Regions from separate parts of the Zea mays genome. Here region 1 is linked to region 2. A link is a contact called in public Hi-C data. All regions are on one chromosome and are shown on one strand. The core of a region is the stretch at or near the end of the contact, and the rest is flanking DNA. Distances in the headings are between cores, read along the strand shown.

Region 1 (2,700 bases), core at 61-2,560, 130 kb after region 2:
AGATGTTGCAATGGATGAACGCCTGGAGCGATGTGTCATATTTAGAATATGTATTATTGCAACTATATTATCCCCTAAGTCTTATTGAAGGACATGTTATTTGCTTTGCACAACTATGTATAAATTGTGGTGTAAGATAGAAAATGATAGTACCCCAACCTCATCCATTCTCGTTATTCCAGATGAACAATAAGACATATATCTTGAAGAATATGCTTGAGTTATGAGGGATAACGACTTTGACAGATGTCATCGTCAGGGGGAGCGAATGCTTATATTGATCACAATCGTGAGACAATAAATGTCATATTCTATGCACTGAAGGTGTGAGCTTGATGATCAATATGTGAACCTTTATGGAACTTTCTATCAAATATATAGATCCAGTCGATCAAACACCATCAATCAAAGTGGCTTATTTATATTGATACGTGCACTTACCTCGTATATACTAGAAGTGAGTAGAGGTAAAGTTCCTGAAATAGTCCTTGCAAGGATATGCAATCTGTTTGCTAAATCTTTATGTGCATATACTTCCAGAAGAAGATGTTTTGCCTTATTGATACAATTTTGCAAGGATCAGGGGGAGCACATTTCTAAAGTTAGCCTTTATAGAAGATTCAATTGAATCTAGATATAGAAGATCGAAATATGTCCTAATGACAGTTGTTGTACTCTTTTTCCTTGGTGAGTTTTCCTGAAGTTTCTCACATGAGGTTTTTAACGAGGCAACAAAGTGCAAATGCAATATGCGTCACCATGCGCTCTTTCTCCATATTTTCCCACTGGGTTTTTTGGGAGTTTTAATGAGGCATGTGTTGGTCGCGGTATTCGCCCAAGGGGGAGTGTTGAGAAACCCTAATAAAGGGTTATGTGGGCAAATACCGAATATGCCCCTGAGGGCAATCACATTTCTATATATAGAACATGTACCCCCTCGTATGGAATATAGATCAGAAAGAGGCCAGAGGCCCAACCCTATATCCAGTGTCTCGTGTGTTTCCTCTGTCATGCTTATGGGAAGGGAGACGGGTTCTCTACATCTTCTTGCGCCTCTACTGCTGACGGGATGGATGGGAGCGGATCTGGTGATCCGTGGTAACGTAGTTCTCAACAGTTTACTCTAGATGCACAAGCTACACCCGTTGGCCGTTGCCACCCCGACTGGGTGAGGCCCAGTCAAAGAATGATGAAATCTAGAAGGCCCGGCCCAACTGGAGAGATTGAAACAAGGTCCGCTGATCCGCTCACCGAAGCTAACCTGCTGGCTGCTGCTGATCGTCGGCGCGCCGGGCTCATGATCGGAAATTCGGAACCAGATCCCCTCACTTTTTATCCCATCTTTGGCTCCGGCGAGCTATGCGAGCATGCGGCACCACCAAGCCTGCAGCCGCGCTCACCAGGTGGGCGCTCTGGTCCTCGTCTCTGCCACCTTCCTCCTCACCCGCCTCTTCGACCGCTTCCTCCTCGACACATATTCCTCCGCCCCCATAAACCCCGGCCGGCCCTTCTCTTCCGCTGACCTCCGCATCTACGTCTACGCTGAGGACGAGATCCAGGGCCTCCGCGCCCTGCTCCGGGGACGCGACGGCACCATCAACGCCGCCACATGCCTCAAGGGCCAATGGGGCACCCAGGTAAGCCTTGGACCCCACCACCTCTTTTCTCTTAAATCGCTCTCCCCCTTGGTCACAGAACACCGGCGCTGATCTTGTCTAAGGAGGCAACGCACAAATAGTTTGTTGCAATTGCGCTACGCCGCTCCCTACATTACAGTATAGCTGCTGCCCCTGGTCCTAACCTAATTCGACTCAGAGGGCGTATACTATTGAACCTGCACAACATCAATCATACATTCATACTTGTGTCTCTAGGCCGTCCATCTCAATCAATGTTTCAAGCAACGTACTCTGCACCGTGCAATTCGATAAATTCCTGATTCAAAATTTTGTTACTTAACACACAACTCAATCTCAACCTCAACATAGCCTTTTATCCAAGTAAGTTGGGGTAAGCTAGAGTTAAAACCCAACAAGATGTCACCAAAAAGAGAAAGAGAGAGATAGAGGAGGGGAAAAGCTTTTGAGAGCACTAGAAGGAAAAAGGACTAATCACGGTTCAGGCACGCGGATAGTTTCTTTCCAAGCACTTCTATCCAAACATAACTCTATTGGGATATTCCATTCCTTCAAGTCCCTTTTGATTGGCTCCTCCCATATCAAGTTTGGTCGACATCTACCTCTCTTCACATTATTGTCCCGTCTTATGATGCCTCTATGCACCGGTGCCTCTGGGGGTCTCCGATGGACATGGCCAAACCATCTCAGCCGGTGTTAAATAAGCTTTTTTTAATTGGCGCTACTCCTAGCCGATCGCGTATGTCATCATTTCTCACTCGGTCCAATCTTGTGTGCCCACATATCCAACACAACATACGCATCTTTGCGACACTTAGTTGTTGGATATGTCGACTCTTAGTAGGCCAACACTCAGCCCCATATAACATAGCAGGCCTAATCGTTGTCCTGTAGAACTTGTCTTTCAACTTATGTGGCACTCTCTTGTCACATAGGACTCCCGATGCTTTACGCCATTTCATCCATCCCGCTTTGATTCTATGGCTAACATTTTCATGAATATCACCATCTCTCTGTAGCATCGATCCCAATAACGGAAGGTGTCCTTTGGTACTACCTGCCC
Region 2 (2,700 bases), core at 126-2,625:
ACATCAGCACTTATACACATGGCAGATGTCAGAAATCATTATGTGTACATCAAAATAAACATATTTGTACAACGAGTTATCTAATTATTTATTTTTTATCATTATAGTTTACATGAAAATATTATCATATATAAGTTTAACGGGTCACTGCGGAGAACGGAGATAGAAAATGTTTTCCTATCTCCGTCCCCCGTTGAGAGATGATTTTTTTTCTGTTTACATCCCCGCGGGGTAACCCTCCCCATTCACTAATGGAGAAATTCCTCGCGAGGAATCGAGGATCGAGGCCCATTATCATCTTTAGGTACGATATTTTTCACTAGAGCGATAAATTTTGGTGCTTTGATATATATTAAACTTTGCACATGTGGAATTTTTATTGAAAGAGAACTATAGAACCAAACAAGCACTTGTTCTTAAAAAATACCGTGGTTTAGATGAGGTAAAGCAAAAACAGGTATATTTCTGCTGCCGGCAATTGAATACAATGGTATTTGTAAACTACAGTATCGCAAAATTGTGGTACCTGTAATACCGTGGTATTATTAGCTGCTGTATTGACTGGCGAGCGAGGCTTATCCACGTCCGAGTCGGCGAGCGGCGACGCAAATCAATGGGCGGGCGGACGCTCAATAAACTTCCCAACCAACTATTCCGACGCGATTAAAGCCGCTGTGTGTGCTCTCCCATCCACCACAGTCGCGCACGCTGTCCATGCTTCAAGGTCTCTTTGGTTTGATGTCTAACTTGCCACACTTTGCCTCACTTTTTTGCCTAGGTTCTGTTTGATTCGTGGCTAACTATACCACACTTTGCCTAAGTTTAGTCGTTCGAATTGAAGAACTAATCTTAGGCAGAAAAGTTAGGCAAAATTCGAACGACTAACCTTAGGTAAAGTGTGACACATTTAGCCATCTCTTTCGTAGGGAAGAAAAAAAAACCATTAGCTTTCCGTCCCGGCCGGGCATCGTAAATGTGGATGGATCCACGCACGATATGACACGGCTGCCCGTTGGCGCCACTTTACCCGTCTGTCCGCCTCATAAATTCAACGTGTTGGTGAGAAAACACGAAACAGACGAGATAACGCAACGGCTTTCATTCACCTTACCTGGCGCGGCGTACAGCGACCTCATCAGCTCAGCTTGGGGCTAAACAAGCGACAGGTATCGCTGCTAGCTAGGCGCTACTCGAACGGTGCTCTCCCGTGGTCACTGGAGCACCGCATAGACATCGCTCTCTAGAAGTAATGGCCACTCAAGTTAGCTGCGACTGCGAGGAGAGGATGACTTGCTGCACTACTGCAATTATACACCGTCACCTCGCGCGTCGTGGCCCTGGCCTGCAAATGCAATGCAATGTCATGACCAACCTCGCGCGCGTATATTAACTCCACCTCGCCGCCCCACTCCACTGCCAAGCAACTCGCACGCAGCAGTACGACGTCTCTCCTCTGGGTCTGGGGCCGAGACACCGAGCACGTACTACCAGCAAGATGGTGGCGTCTCCCAGATTCAAGCCCATCGAGGAGTGCTGCTCGGAGGGGCGGTCGGAGCAGACGGTGGCCGCCGACCTGGACGGCACGCTGCTCATCTCCAGGAGCGCGTTCCCCTACTACCTCCTCGTGGCTCTCGAGGCCGGCAGCGTCCTCCGCGCCGCGCTGCTGCTCCTGTCCGTGCCGTTCGTCTACGTCACCTACGCCTTCTTCTCCGAGTCGCTGGCCATCAGCACGCTGGTGTACATCTCCGTGGCGGGGCTCAAGGTGCGCAGCATCGAGATGGTGGCGCGCTCCGTGCTCCCCAGGTTCTACGCGGGCGACGTGCACCCGGAGAGCTGGAGGGTGTTCAGCTCCTTCGGCAGGCGCTACGTCGTCACGGCCAGCCCCAGGGTCATGGTCGAGCCCTTCGCCAGGGCCTTCCTCGGCGCCGACAAGGTCGTCGGGACCGAGCTGGAGGTCGGCAGGGACGGCAAGGCCACGGGCTTCATGGCCAGGCCAGGCGTGCTCGTCGGCGACCACAAGAAGAAGGCCGTCGTCAAGGAGCTCGGCGACGCGCTGCCCGACGTCGGCATGGGGGATAGGGAGACCGACTTCGACTTCATGTCCATCTGCAAGGTTCCACGTACTCCGATCCCACGGCTCAGCTACCACTTCTTAATTTCCTGCTAAAATAATAGTAATAATAGTTTCATCTCGATCGCTGGATGCATTCGTACGTAGTATTTGGTAGCACCCAGACCCAGGTTCGCAATTACAGACTATTTATTACCGGCAACACGGAACATATCGGGTAGTTGAAGACTGGAATTAAAGTAGAAATAACACCCAACTGTTCCACAATTTAGGTAACATCTGACCGCTATTTAAATGACAGTTGTTCAATTTTCCATCCGCCTGAAGGCCACCCAGATTGGAATTTAAGGCGTGATTGTGAATTTGGTCTGACTGAGGGTTTGTAGTAGCATATCGACATGGAAAGAAAGAAAGAAAGAAATTTGAAATGTCATCGTAGGCAATCGTTGCGCCCTGCTGTGCTTTCACTAGTTCCCGTCCATCTGTTCTCTCAAGAATTTATTAGATAGTTTAGCAGCTTGTCAGGTCCTTATGACACATGCATGCAGACACTGTATACGCACGTCCATCTGTTTACGGGTGGCGTTGTCACAACCAGATAGGAAGGGGGATCATCGGTTTCACTAGCG

Evidence for each region. A called contact is a pair of places that touch in the nucleus more often than the background predicts.
Region 1: a contact with region 2 is called in a Hi-C map of leaf, with 2.2 times the contacts expected there. The contact joins the promoter of LOC100192822 here to the promoter of LOC100282930 in region 2. A contact is called at or near these places in 4 of 25 Hi-C or Micro-C datasets (ear, leaf and tassel).

Annotation. Positions count from the first base shown.
Region 1 is chr3:183,335,331-183,338,030 of Zm-B73-REFERENCE-NAM-5.0, forward strand. It overlaps LOC100192822 (Exostosin family protein), which reads left to right and starts at 1,311. Exons shown (of 8, transcript NM_001138013.1): 1 at 1,311-1,637. The coding sequence starts at 1,368.
Region 2 is chr3:183,205,958-183,208,657 of Zm-B73-REFERENCE-NAM-5.0, forward strand. It overlaps LOC100282930, which reads left to right and starts at 1,376. Exons shown (of 2, transcript NM_001155835.2): 1 at 1,376-2,113. The coding sequence starts at 1,496.